2 separate regions of the Mus musculus genome follow, and region 1 is linked to region 2. Evidence: chromatin contacts called from public HiChIP or PLAC-seq data. All regions are on one chromosome and are shown on one strand. The core of a region is the stretch at or near the end of the contact, and the rest is flanking DNA. Distances in the headings are between cores, read along the strand shown.

Region 1 (7,600 bases), core at 4,151-6,650, 140 kb after region 2:
TGGGGACATCGTGCACGTTGCCAAATGGACAACATCTCCAGATCCTTTGTTTAACTTTAACCAAACATCACGAAGAACGCACACGAAGAAACACACTTCTGTCTGCGTGTGGGTATGTTGAATTCCTTTCCATATACCATAAAGTCTTATTAAACAAACGAAAAAAAAAAAAAAAACCCTTTTTGGAGACTTTGTTTTTTACACGTAAGAGTGTTTTGCCTGCACAGATGTCTGTATGATGCATGAGTGTAATGCCCACAGAAGCCGGTGAGGGTGCTGGATACCCTGGGACCTGAGTTACTGGCTGTTGTAAGCCAGCACGTGAGTGCTGAGACTAGCACCCAGGTCCTCTTGAAGAGCAGCAAGTGCTCATAGCCACTGAGCATCTCTCTGGCCACCATAAACTTAGTAATTCACTAAATCTGTCCTGAAATAAGACAGACGTGTTCAAGTCTGACAATTTCCATCTTTGCTAATAAGTGTGTATTACAAGTTTGTGTTTTCTCTGAGATTCAAGGAAGCCCCTAACACACTTGATTCATCCAGGGCTCCAAAGCGCAGTGTTCTTACCGGTAAAGTGGGACAGCAATAATGCCATTGTCCTAGGCCTGCCAGGAGGGTGGAGGAAATAATAAAGCAGCCACGCCAGGCTGCTATTACCTATTCAATGTTACTTGAGACAGACTGGGTTTCAGACAGGGCAGCTACCATATCCATCAATTTGTTTGAAACCAAGTGGTTAAATTCCAAAGCTCTCAGGCATCGCTAATACCTCTTGGCTCATGCAAGTCCTCAGTTCAGCGCCTGACCTCTGGGAGCTGTCTGCTTGCTGTTGCTTTCTCACACTGGTGTAATGAGCCTGGGGTCACTGCTGTTTACCTATGAAACCTAGTTTCCTGGTGCACATAGACACCCTAACCTGGCATCTAGATTCTGCTCTTGCCCCACAACTCTACTTGCTGCTCTCTCTTTGTTCTCCTCAGATCCCCCACAAGAGTTTGCCCCAAACAAGCTCTGCTCAAACTCTTCTTCCAAAATGCCTTTAAGAATAGCAAGCCCCACCCTTCTCGGTTCCCTTCCTGCCAGGGATCCTTCAAAGTACTTAAAGTTAACATTATTGTGACCAGTAGGAAGCCCTGCTCTCAGAAGGCTCATTAGGAGTGGAGAGGGGACTTCTTTTTGCTTTAAATAGCTGACAGCCTGAATTTCCAAGTCAGCCCTTACACCGCAAAGATAACAAAGTGCTTTGGTAACACAACACAGGCAAACAGAGAATTCCGGAAAGCTGACCCGGCTTTATCACTGACCTGCCAGGCCAGCCACAAGCAGGCAAAAGGGGGTTTCGTTTGGTTTTGTTTCTAAGATCCTGAAAGCTGAGGTTACCAAGTAACTAAGTGTTGGGATGCTTCTGTTCGGAAGTGGAAGGACTTAGATTTTCACTTCACTTCTGGGTCAGAATAAGGGTCTGGTTTAACACCTAGCTTCAAATGGAAGGAAATCTTACCAATTTATGGTGGTGCTATAAAAATGTCCCTATTTCCCATGGGAAAGGAACTTCTCTGGATGTCTGAGAGCAATTAACTGAGGGGTGGGGGTGGGGGGGCTCAAGCCTGATTGCCACCAAGTTTCATTACATCATGTGAACTGTGATTTGTCCCCTCCCCACAAATAAATATAAAAAAAATTTTTTAAAAGAAATAAAATCTATCTTAAACACACACACACAAACATGCACACACACACTGGAATAATGTCAGGCTCAGATACACACAGATGTTCACCGCGACATTATTTGCAATCGCTAAAACATGGGCAACAACTCGCATTTGTAACAGGAGAATGGTACACATGTCTATCCATTTAGGCATATATATCGGCAATGCCTGTAATTCCACTAGTGAAAAAGGGGAGGCAGGAGGGTCAGGGGGTCAAGGTCATCTATGACTCTACAGTAAGTTTCAGGCCAGCTTAGGCTACATGAGACACTGTCTAAAAACAACTGCAACCAACAAGCATTCTGATGGTATATCAAAGTGATAATTCCAGAACAACTCCGGTCATCTCACAAATATTAATTCAATCCTTGTACCAACCTATGGCATGCTTACAATTATTACAAGTTGTCTTTCATGTTCCAGGAAACTAAGGTTTGGGGAGGTAAGTTTTTTTTTTTTTCAGATTATGCAGGCAGTACATGGAAGTCTTAGGGTTTGAATGAGCCTGTTGGCCTTGTAGAGGCCAACTGTAGGTCTTTGCTCTAACCATGATGACATGGACTGATCATCATTTTATTTTGCCTGATTTTCCTACATTGGTTCTATTTAAAAAAAAAATGTTTGGCAGAAGAATATACACTGCCCGTCAGGGAGGAGATTAGACAGGGGTGGGTGATGTTGAATTCTTTTCTATTGTCACCTTCAGTGACAGATACTCATGCCTTTTGTTCTTTTTATCAATACTTAATGCCTTTGTAAAGTACACTTTGTAATTTACAGCTCTTCCACTCCACTAACTTCCTCAAGAAAGACCCCAACTCACAGAGGAGGCATGGAAAGAATAAACAGCTCCTTTGGGGTAACCCTGAGAGTTTGTGCGAGGCTCAGTGTATATAAGACTCAGTTTATCATGTTCTCTTCCACTACCTGGTTTGAGATGGACAATTTCAAGAGAGTATGTGACACATCTTCAGCCTTGGGCTCCTCAAGGAAAGTCCTAGAATCTGGTTGAACATAAGGAAGGGCTGGGTAAGACAGAGCTAAGTCAACAATAGCAAACTACCATCTAAAGCCGAAATGTGTACATCCCTCAAGGAAGATCACTCACAGCCTCCATCTGTGTCAGGCCCTGGGCTCTCCCTAAGGAAAGCTGGTGACACCAACCTTTTCTCTTTTGTCTGCCACTGTGTTGTTACTACAGCTTTCATGGACCCACCTTTGTCTCAAAACTCTTCTCAGAAGGAGGCAGGAGACCAGACAAAATTTTGGTGTGGATTAAGAGGAAATTAACCGCTGTCACAGCTGAGGTGGAGTCAGAGCTGACGGCTGCTGACCTTGACCCAGTGACCTTCACATATTTAATTCACAACAGTCCTGTAGGCTAGGCTGCCTTTCACTGATGTGAACACTGAGGCTTACAGTGTCTGATGCCTGCATCCCTCACAGGGTCAGGAGCGGGGAAGGGAGAGTAAACGTTCCACACTACAGAGGCCGAGGCCATCATAAACTGACTTTATGACTGCCCATATAACCACAGACTTTATGGATACACAAAATCATATACATACATGTGCACATATATGTATGAAAGTAGGAGAGGTTGAGAAGATGAGTGGGTTAGAAGTTGGGGGATAACGGTGAGATGAGGGGGTAACAACAAAGCATGACTTACTGCTGTGAAATGGGCGTATGGACTCAATCCTTATGTATAACTAATACACAACAACACACATATACACATATACACACAAACACATACACACAAACATAGGCTCACATAAACACACACACCATATACTCTCAATGAGAGTGAGTGGTGAGTAACTGAATAATGGGGTGTCAAGTGGAAACCCCTGCTCTATCACTCTGAATGTGCATGGTGAGGAGAGTAGATTATTCTTCAAGGACTGGAAGCTGTCAAGCTCTGAAGGCATTATTTTATCAGCCCGTTACTGAGCACAAAGCCTCACTTGGGAAGGCGATCTGTAAATAATCTCTGGGTGAAGCCATCAGAAGTGGAATGTTAGCGTGGCAAAGGCTAGTCTTTCAATGGGTCACAGGCCTGGGCACTGCTTTCCACCAGAGCTCCCCCACCCCCACCCCAGTTTTGACAGTTCCCACTTCTCTACCTACAACCACTGCACAGAAGAGAGAGCACGGGAAGGGGTGAAAACCCACACACTCTCTGCTGATGTGGCCAGCGAGACACTTAACCCTAGTGTCAGCGCAGCAGCAATGCGGCTGCTGGGTCAAGTGTATGAAGGGTGAGGTCCCTTCAGGGCAGCTGCAAAGAAAGGCCCTATTAATCCCTTAACTAAGCAGCTGATGGATTTAATCTGTTTCTGCATATGTTAGAACCCCTTACACACACCATCATTATATGCTTACCAAAAAAAAAGCACCGCACCAGTTAGCAAAGCTTTTCACAGTTTTCTTCGTCTCGGTAACCAACGTGATACTACAATACTGGAAACTTTGGAGGGCTTCTAACTATGGTTTCCTGTCACTCTGCCCTGAAACACTGTGAGAAAGTTTCGTTCTGAGAGTCATTCACAAAAAGAGCAGGTTTCTCCGGGAAGGAAGAGGGAGATCTGAGCAGCCAGTCTCAAATAGGCTTTCTTTTGCTTTTGTGTCCATTATTATTTAAAATAACTCATTCCACAACTGGAGAGCCCCATTCTACACAGTAACATCAGAAAAGAAATCGTTACCTGGTATAATCTCCCTTGCTTTCCTGAAATAAAAATAAAGACATGATCAATATGTATTTATGCTAAGCTCAGTGAATGATTTATTCTTGCTTATTTTCCCCTTCACAGAGACCAGAGCTTTCTGTTAAGAAAGGTGGTTAAGGAGTACCGCCCACAGGCCACTATTGGTAAGAAAATACACGTATATATGAGATGTGTCTTACCCTTAACACAAGAGACTAATATACAAATATATTTTATATATTATATATTCTTCATATATATATATGCAGAAGTACCGATAATCGCTGTGGCATATCTAAGTTCACAGGATAAATACATTTGCACTAAAGTGCCACACTTTTTAGACTCTGACCCAGGTAAATCAACACACACACTATTTACTTTTTAAACAAGTTCAGGAAATGACTTTGCTTTTCAGCTGCCAGTGCCTTTAAGAATTAAAGGTCTCTTTACACAACCTCAAGAAAACGTGTACAAAAAAAGTTGCTAAATTTAAATGAAAATTACAGCTGTTCTAACAACTGCTGCCTCCGGAGTTCAAGTGACTGGGAGTCCTTTTCCAGGAATACGGTCAGAACTCCGTTCCCTTAGTACAGTCTAAACTTCATTATGTCTTAGAAAAATACTATCACATGCTGGTTCATGCAAATAATTTTTAAAAAGAGAAATCAGCAGGCCATATCTTTCACTGATAAGCCATTTACTGGTTTGAAAAATCCATCAGGTTCTGGCTCGACGGAAAAGTTTTACAGTTGCAGACAGTTAGCAAGAAACCAAGGAACAAAAGGGAGCTGGTTAGAGGCAGCGAGTGAACCCTTACCTGCAAAACCAGGGCTGCCAACTTGAAGATGGTCTCACTGTCTACTTCAATTTGCCCCTGTGGGTGGAAGAGGAGAATATCACTGAGTGCAGTCGACCCTGGGCTGGAGCGAGTGGCTGTGGAGCTGAAGAATCTGTCACAGCTTGGCACCTCCACTTTACGGTCAAATGCAGACCATACCACTGCAAGGGAGGGGGGTGAGCAGGGAGACCTCAGGGAGGGATAGGAAGGACCGGAAGAGCCTCTCTCTCCTCTCTCTCTCTCTCTCTCTCTCTCTCTCTCTCTGTTCACTGGGTAGGGACATTTTGCTTAGAAAAGATAAGTAACTTTGAGGCAAAAAAATTCTGACAATTTTTAAATGAATATACTTGACTAATTTTCTTTCACCTCTTGCAAATTAATGTTTAAGGTCTGCAGATTTTTCTATATTTGTTTGTTGTGGGTTTCCCTGAGATAATCTCCCCTCTCTGAGTCACAGCACGGTTACTTCAGCATACACATGGGCAGACGTTATTAAGACATAATTTCACTTCATTGTCAGGAGCATGCGATGGAGTGACTAGTCATGCCATCCTAGCTAAACTGAGAAGTCTTAAACGTCAGTAGCAGGGAAAGCGAGGTCTAGCGTTCTGTAGCTCTGAAGGTTTGATGAACTCACAGTCATCATTTCCCCATCCTTTTACTTCTCCATGTTTCAGGATCCCAGGGAAAATTGGAGTCCTAGGGTTTGATTGACAAGACTGATTTTTTTGTTGTTGTTTGGTTGTTTGTTTGGTCCTGAGACATGCTTAAGTGTGGGTTAAACACTCCTGTGCACCTTCACTCCTTTACATGTGTGACATATGTAAATGGCAGTGCAGCACCGTGTAATATTGCAACCGTAAGCAGGTGTAGAGGAACTCTGAATTTAAGGTCAGGGCACATGACCTTGCAAGGTTCAACACGGGCAGAAACAATGCCCCCGAAGCCCATCCTGCTAAGTGCAAGCCTCACTGCTTGGAAGCACACAGTGTTTAAAGGCCTGGGCATTGCCTGGTACTTTCTCTTCCTCCCTTTTATCTGTTGAACTGGAGCGCTAGCATTTGTTAGTTTATTCCAAATCCATCACGGGGAGTCATTAAATAGTTTCAAGCCAGTGCACAATAGGATGTTTACACAGGGCGTTATACTTGTGAGGGTTTCTGGAAAGATTGAAGTTTTTTCTCCCAGCATGAACTTGGTTAGAGTTCTCCGACAGAATGCAAAGGACAAGGGGGAACCAGAGCTGGTGAGACAGATCAGGAGGTAAGCAAGCCCGGGATCTGAGCTCCAGCCCTGGGACTCAAGAGTTGAGGGAGAGAAGCAGCTCTGTGAAGCTGTCCTGACGTGAGCTCTCCCGTAAGCTCTCCCGTGAGCTCTCCTGTAAGCTCTCCCGCTTCCATCCCCATTAAAACACCAAAAACAAAAACAAAGAAGAGAACGGAAATCCCCAGGGTATTACACTAACAGTGATAATTATATTATCAGTTCCCTTATATTAGGAAAAAAAACCAACTTAATTCACCCATCAAGACCCAGTGGGTCCTCCCTTCTGAAACCCAAGGCAGAAAGAGCTGCTTCAAAGGTTTTGTTCAAGAGCTCACGGATCCCAAGCCCTGGAATTCAAAGCTCCCCCACAATCTCTAGGAACTGATTATAAAATCAAAGAGAAGCCAGGCTGAGCTCAGGAATCAATGGCCCTCTGTCTTCCCAGCAAGACACTGGCTTTCTAATCTGACGGATGACAGTGGGTAATCCACCAGGTGAGGTGGGTGTTGATTGGATTACATTCTCGGAAGGTCAAATTCCTTAAATTCGAACACAGAGAAACTCATGGAGAATGAGGAGAGGAGCGAGCAGAACAACAAATAAAATAAAATAAAATAAAATAAAATAAATCCCTGAGTTGCAAAACAGGCCACACCTCAAAGTTAAAGTCAAATTTGTCTTCACATCTTAGGGATGAGAAAAGTGTATTTTCTAGAGTATTCTACAAATCGAAGACGAATAAAATAAGTTGAAAATTCCTACCAACACCCTGGATTCCCACAGACTTCGTCTGCCTCATCAGAGCCTTAGATGAGTCATCTAAAAAGTATTCTAGACACCACCTTTTCAATTTAGCAAATGGAAGTTCAGCAGACAGATTAAAAAAAGATACCTAAAGCAGATATCCCCTAGGAAGCTGCCACATACTTCTCCATCTCAGAAGGGTCATTAAATATTAAAAATGCTAAAAGGAGGACCCGAAGCATGGGGAGTACCAGGCTCAGACAGCATCACGTGGAGGCATCAAACACCAGCTTGCCTTTCCTAGCTAATGTGGTCCAAAC
Region 2 (7,349 bases), core at 4,197-6,696:
CCCTAAAAGAAAGAGAGAATAAAAGAAGGGTCAGCATCAAGCTCCAAAGAGGGCGCCGCAAGGGTATGGGGGGCGAGGGGACGGGGAAGGGGTTGGGGGACCCCCGGCTGGCAGCGGTGACTGCCCACCGCCGCGCTCTCTCACAACCCAGCCCAACTCGGCGCTCCGGCAAAATCCCGATACTTACGGCTCCTCGCCATCCGCCATATTGTTCCCCGCCTCTTCCCAGAGGCCCTCGCGCCGAGCGGGTCCGCCCGGGAGGGGCGGGACTGCAGGTGAATGGAAGGAGGGAGAGCCGAGCCAGGGAGGAGGGGAGGAGCTTCAGGTAAGAAAGTGAGGGGGCGCGGCGGGGCGGGGCTTCAAACGGAGAGGCGGAGCTGGGGTTTGGGTTCCGAGGCTTTAGGAGGGAAAAACTGAGCAGGCGCGGAGGGGCGGGGTCCAGTGCTTTGAGACTGGGCTATTAGAAGGAGGAGCGAAGGCGGAGCCAGTACTAGAGGCGCGGCTTCAGGGGACGAGAGGGAGGGGCGGGAGCGTCTGGGAAAGCTAGTTGAACAGCGGGAAGCAGTGGCTAAATAGGCTGCTTAGGTCCCCTTAGGCTTTGCAAGCATTTCCCAGTGTATTTAAAATCTTTGATTAATTGTGCCTACTTAATATTATACCATCTATAATGTTGCTATGCCACATGAACTTAGATATGTTACTTATTTATACACTTATACGTTGACACATAATTGCATAAAATGTTCATATATTCTATTTAAAAACTAAAATAGCCACCCCAATATGCCAGTGCTTTTCTCCGGGAAAATTGGTGAAAGAAATTTCCGTTTTCCATATATCAGGAAGATTCAAAACCCTTGCTTTTATGGGCATGAAGTTTAAAGCATTAAATAGACATAGGGTGAAGAGTCTTATTTTCTTTGTGACACTTCAGTGTCACACCAGTCTGTCAGAAAACTAATCTGTTATACATATATACATCAAGATATATATTAGATAAATAAATGAATGATAGATAAGATAGATGATTAGGTATGAAAAGTATAGAGATTTATTTATAACCTGTCACTTGAAAGTGTTAATAAATGAATGAATTTTTGACTCTATTCTTCACAGTCATATATTGTATGTAAATGACTGATTCTGGTAGACAAGAAAGGAAAGAATAATTGTGTTAAACATATCACTTTTAGTAAAGTGAGATAAAAAAATTTAATATGTAAGTCTGAACTGAATTTAAACCCTTACTACTCAGCTATTAACTGTGAGCCCTTGGGTATTTCCAGATCCTCATTTGTAAAATGAGAATAACAACATTCACGATTTTAAGATTGAAAATTAAGTGAATTTTTAAGTGGCTCTCAAATATGGTTTTTGATTGGAATTACTTGAAGGTTACAAATGCCAGGTTTGAGTTTTATCACAAGAGGTGGTTTGTGGACACACTGTTTGAAAACCAGTGAAGTGCCCTGATATAGCTTCTAGGGTGCTCATTAAAGGGGGACGGGGGGGCTGCTACTACTCACTTGAGGCATGCAATCTACTTTGTCCTGCTCTCATTGAACCTTAAGGAAGGCTCATCTGTTACGATCCCCCAGCTACTTTCATCAATAGCACACATTGAGCTAAAAATTCAGTCATAACCAGACAGTGAGAAGAGGAAACTGAGCCTTAGAAATAGAACAAAAATAGCAGAAGAAGGAGAAGAAGAAGAAGAAGAAGAAGAAGAAGAAGAAGAAGAAGAAGAAGAAGAAGAAGAAGAAGAAGAAAGCCTGCAGGGAACCCAGGTTTAATTCCCAGCACCCACACAGTGGCCTTCAACTCGCTGGCACCCAGCACACAAGTGGTGCAAATGTACATGCAGACAACACACCCAAAAGAAGTTCACAAAGATGTCAGTCCTGCATCTGTGTGTCACCATGACTCACCACTTTGACAGCTGACAGCAGACATCGTGAGATCTGCCTAACTGATTAGAAAGAGCCACCTCCTTTTGTTAATAATGACAGTAGTAGTGGCAAGTGGCCGAAATCCTCAGTAGATTTATTTTCTTTACAGTGAAGCACATCATCAAGTATTAGACATCAAGTATTAGACAGACATCCTCCATAGTCTATGGCCAGGCCGAGGAGTTATCAGGATGGTGCTTGCTAAAGCTTAAGTTCCTGTGGAAAAGCCTCAAGAGACTGATTTAAAAAAAAAAAAGTTTATTTATGTGTGTGTGTGTGTGTGTGTGTGTGTGTGTGTGTTCCCACAGAAGCCAGAAAAAAAAAAGTGTCAGTCCTCTTGGAGCTGGAGTTACAGGTAGTTCTGAGCCATGTGATGTGGGTGCTGGGAATTGACCTCTGGTCCTCTGGAAGAGCAGCAAGCACTCTGAGCCACTGAGCCATCTGGTGTGAGAGACTGATGCAGTGAACATCTTTACTCCTACTCCCCCTCCCCCACCTAAAAATAGTGACATAGCTACTAGTAATAGCTCTTAAACGGAGCCTGGGGTAAAGTTGACTCAATCTGTGCTCATTCCCATTTAAAATAGTTGGAGGAAAAGGTAGAGGAATGTAGAGGGAAAAAAAAAAAAAAAAACAACAACAAATAAAACTGATCAAACAGAAACCTACCATAGTCCAACCAGAGACAGAGCACACTCACCATTTTCAGAGAGAGGGAAGGGGCTCAACCTATGAAGAGAAAACAAAACAAAACAATGACAAACACAGTCCTCTTTGGATTCTTCTCCCTTTTTATTTGTAGTAATGAGGGATGAACCTACAGCTCGGTGCATACTAGAAAAAAACCTACCCTGGAGCTATATCCATACCCATTTTCTTTTTGTTTTGAAACAGAGTCTCACTAAGTTATCCAAACAGTTCTGAATTTGCAATCCTCCTGCCTCTATCTGCCAAGGAGCTGGGGGATAGAAACTTGCTTGCACCGCTGTGTTGCGCTGTCTTTGGAGGTTTAATCAAATAAATAAAAATATATAGCCAGCTAATGTGTGTTGAGTATGGATTGCCTGTGATGGAGGAATAAGCACGCTACTATTTCATTCTGACAGCCTTTATTCCTGCAGTTCTGAGAAGTTGGAAGGAGAAAGTTCACTGAAGTTGTCAATGCTCACAGATTTCTCTAACAGGCGCTGGGCTCTGTGTTCTCTCCCCACCAAGGCTTATTTACCCACACTGATGCCTTAAGCTTCGGGAATTCCTCCACGCCCTCTGATTTCCTGTAACTGAATAGAGGCCTGGCAAGGCTCTATTTAGCACTCACCTCAAGGTCTCAGAGTTGAGTATTTCCTGCACTGTAGGCCCTTAGAAGACAGAGCAAGGCAAGCATTTCCCCTTTGTGACTCCCCACTGTGCCTTACCAGCATTAGGAAGGCCTTAGAATACCTGCTAGCAGGGTACTAAGCAGTCTCAACATTTTTCTCCCATTTTATCTATTCAGAGGCAACCACAATGATCAATGACAACAGGACCTGAGATCAACAGCAGCAGGTGTTTATTTTAAAAGTATAGAAAACAGGTTAAAACACTGTAAACATCAACCAGAAAAATTAAGGACTCTGCTAGCTATTTGGTTTGTTTGTTTGTTTGTTTGTTTGTTTGTTTTTGTAATAATGGGGTCTGCACACAGGACCAATGCTGCTCCATGCTAGGCAAGTTTGATCACTGAACTCTATTTCTAGCACTCTTCTCGCTTTTTATGTTGAGCCACAATCTTACCAACTTGCTCCGGCTGGCCTTGAACTCACTTTGTAATCCCTACAAGCCCTGAACTTAAAATTCTCCTGTCTTGGTCTCCGGAATAGGTCTGCCTCACCATGCCAGTTTGTATTATTACTGATAACAGTAAAATCTGTAAATGCTGCATATACTAAACACTTCCCAAACATCCCTCATTTAGCCTCTGTGGCAGATTTTCTACTAACCCCGGTTTACCTAAGAATCAAGGAAGGCTGGGGGAAGTTAAGACATTCCTCCACTGGCCTGGAGAGATGACTCAGAGGTTAAGAGCATTTGCTGTCCTTTCAGAGGACCCAGATTCAAGTCCCAGTTCCCACGTGGCAGCTTAGAATCATCTGTAACTCCAGTTCCAAGAGCTCTGGCACCCTCTTCTGACCTCAGCAGGCACAAAGCATGCGGGTACAGCACATACACAATGCAGGCAAGACATTCATTCACAATAAATTAGTTTTGTTTTGATTTTTTAGGAACTACTTTTCTCCAAAGTAAATTGCTGGAGTCCATTGCCAGGCTATCCTAAACACCAGTGGCAGAAGACATTTTCATAAAGCCCCCAATGATTTCCTCAACTGCCTTTCTAATCAGCTAAACAACTAAGTCTGACTTCGCCTCAAGTATATTTTACTACTCTTTGTTTTAGGGTAAGTTGGTGGTCTTAGTAGAGCACTTTGAGTTTGGTTAAAAATTAACAGTTGCAAATTTAGAAACACTGTTACCTTAGGCACTGCCATCTTAGAAGCCTAGGAGTCAGGGGGATCCTGGACACCACAAGAAAACAACCCACAGCATCAACTAAGCAGGGCTCATAGGCGCTCACAGAAACTGAAGCGGCTAGCACAGGGCCTACGTGTGTCTGTGCTAGGTTCTCTGTGTATGTGTTATGGTTGTGTAGCTTGGTGGTCTTGTAGAAGTTGTTTTCTTAGGTAAATGTTATTTGTTTAATATTGGAATAAAACTAAGAAACCTTTCTGGCCTGGGAAGCCATGTTTCTGCCCAGGAACACAGAGCACCTCCAGCAGCTGTCTGCTTTGAAGCTGCTAAGAGCTCGCTCAGGAAGAAGTGAAGTCATCCGCTTCTATCTATCTTCTATCTATAACGATGGCACAACGGTTCAGTAATTTTGCCACAGGACAGCAGAAATGAAGGGCGAAGAAAAAGGCGAGCTGGCAATCACTTTATTTCAGTTCACTTCAGTCAAACCCTTGCTCCCATTTTTTTTTTTTCTAGTGTGATTTCACACAAAGTGACTCATGAAAATTGCACGCATATGTGGGGAGATTAGCAATACCGGACTTCAGTGACACTGAGGCCGGCTTCCATTCCATTCCACTTATATTGACAGCTGAACAGCTGCTTTTTTTTTTTTTTTTTTTTTTTTTTTTTTTTTTTTTTTCTCCCTTCAGGGCAAAGAACACACACAAGCGATGTGTTTAAAAAGAGATGGTTTGTATTTAAACTGCCAGAGAGAACTGACACCACCTTTAGTTTAGGTAGGGGATTTCCGCTAGTTACTTTTTGTCCTAACATTGGATAAAGCCCACTGCTCTGAGTCACTAACCACTTCCAGCCAATCACAGACAGACCAACACACCCGCCCGCAGCCAATTTTCTGAGCCCTGCCGTGCTTTAACCGCAGAACCAATCCGAAGGACCCGCTGTCATCTTTCATCCAGCTGGTTGTCGCTGCCGCCGCCTCCAGATTCCGAAGGCGAAGCTCGCGAAGCAGAGGAACATGGACGTGAACCTCGCCCCGCTCCGTGCCTGGGACGATTTCTTCCCGGGCTCTGATCGTTTCGCCCGGCCGGACTTCAGGGACATTTCCAAATGGAACAACCGTGTAGTGAGCAATCTGCTCTATTACCAGACCAACTACCTGGTGGTGGCTGCCATGATGATTTCGGTTGTTGGGTAAGTGGGGTCTTCTGCCTGGAGCACCTGTCCAGGGTCAGGACGTAGGGACCACGAGGACAAGATCGCGAAATGCAAGACTAGGTCCACACGGAGCGCCTGCCTCAGGGAAGGGTCTCGGGAAGTGGCCCACCCAGTGGAAACTTGTTCTCAGGGCGAGGCCACAGCTCTCTGAGGTCCCCTTTCTTTCTCTTTTTGCTCTAGAGGCTTGAGCAGGGACCCTGGGAGGGAAGAGGTGAGGAAAACGCTGAGAACTTGGGACAATGAGAACTACCCCCTCCCACGTCCCCGTGCTGAAGATATTCGCCTGTCAGATGTTTGTAGCACAGTGGGTGTTTTAAAAATAAGAAAAAATGTGGTGGTGTTGTAACCTTGTCCTGGGGCTGCCTAGCAAAGCCTGGAGTGACAGGGTGTGGACCCAGGGCTGTGTTTAAGTGGCCTCTCCGGCTAATGTCTGTCTATACTGTACATAGAACTGAGCTTCCGCTCAGGCGGATGCGAGTCTCCTGGTGGCGCATCTTCCCCTGTGAGGTGACTCTGGAAACGAGGCCCCCTGACATTTTCTTTTCCCCTAGAAGTTGCCGGACACGGTCGCTTTAGCTTTGCTCCTTAGCCTGGGGTCTTAAACATCTCTGAAGGCCTTTTCGATGCTGGTTAAGAAGTTTCCTGTGCTAAGTAAGGTTATACGTGAACATTCTGGCGCACATACACGTACACATTTCCGCACCTGTTTCCTGAGAAGCTGTTTTTCCTTGTAGGTTACCCTTTAAAAATGCTTCTTCCACCTTTTAACAAAATAAATGGTTATATTCGCCATTTTATTATCTCTTATACGAATTTAAATAGAAGGTTTTACAAAACACCCTCTTGCCCTAAAAGAAGTCCTTTTCTAAGGTTTCTCTTTCCGAACAAACCCAAAGAGAAAGAGAAGCTGCTAGGGAGAAAAACAAAAAACAATCCCAAAAAGGAGAGAGAAGAGATGCACACTCGGGGCTCTTAGGAAGGGGTGCGTGATAAGGCGCTGTCTTAAGTTGGCCTGAGGTTAGCTGGCTTATTTACTTAGCTACCTCTGGGCACCAGATCCCACGCCAAGCTCTGAGCGCACCAAGATGAATCAGACTTGAATTCTGGCCCAGGGACACATGGCATTTGCTGAGCCTCAAAAGGAGCAAACTCACAGCACGGAGGAGACTGGCAAGCTTCCTCATTTCCAGGCGTGGTTCGGAGTGGTCACCGGTTCTCAAATGTGGGCTCCATGTGAGATCTTAGCTGTGTGTGGCTGAAGGAACTGCCAACTCTGGGGATGGCGTAGTGTGCAGAGGACACAGGCTCTAGCGGACTCTGACTAAACGGGCAGCTGAGCAACCATTAGTCAGGGGAAGAAAGCCAGAGGCAGTTGTTCCTGAACCTGCCCCCAAAACTCTGCTTCTTCCCAGAGGACAGACTTCACAAAGTCGCTTCTTTAAAATAAAATAACTAGCTGGGCACTGCTGGTGCACGCCTTCGATCTCAGCATTTGGGAGGCAGAGGCAGTCGAATCTCTGTGAGTTCAAGGCCAGCTTGGTCTCCAGAGCAAGTATGAGTATAGTTGGGGATACACAGAGAAACCCTATCTTGAAAATCCAACAAAACAAAACCAAAGAACTCTAATAATGGGTTTACATCTCTTGTAAACTTTCATATTCTTTTCTTCCTCTT

Evidence for each region. HiChIP or PLAC-seq counts read pairs in DNA pulled down with a chosen protein or histone mark.
Region 1: a contact with region 2 is called in an H3K27ac HiChIP or PLAC-seq map of extraembryonic endoderm stem cells. The contact joins the enhancer-like site here to the promoter of Arl6ip5 in region 2. A contact is called at or near these places in 1 of 39 promoter capture datasets (liver), 2 of 484 Hi-C or Micro-C datasets (Th1 cells and liver), 6 of 115 datasets of contacts at active chromatin or transcription factors (effector CD8 T cells, embryonic stem cells, extraembryonic endoderm stem cells and 3 more) and 3 of 9 other capture datasets (adipose tissue, liver and pancreatic islet).

The regions. Positions count from the first base shown.
Region 1 is chr6:97,348,756-97,356,355 of GRCm38.p6, forward strand. It overlaps Frmd4b (FERM domain containing 4B), which reads right to left. Exons shown (of 23, transcript NM_001346637.1): 6 at 5,250-5,306; 7 at 4,427-4,449. Among named protein-coding and RNA genes, the nearest start is that of Gm32191, 100 kb to the left of the region's middle. Within about 2 kb of position 5,401, at least 79 of the 459 cell types and tissues checked have an H3K27ac peak or open chromatin away from gene starts, as enhancers often do. A contact at or near this core is called in Th1 cells, extraembryonic endoderm stem cells, liver and 2 more, where this site is marked.
Region 2 is chr6:97,205,346-97,212,694 of GRCm38.p6, forward strand. It overlaps Arl6ip5 (ADP-ribosylation factor-like 6 interacting protein 5), which reads left to right and starts at 5,447. Exons shown (of 3, transcript NM_022992.2): 1 at 5,447-5,651. The coding sequence starts at 5,476. It overlaps Uba3 (ubiquitin-like modifier activating enzyme 3), which reads right to left and starts at 302. Exons shown (of 18, transcript NM_011666.3): 1 at 188-302; 2 at 1-2. The coding sequence starts at 207.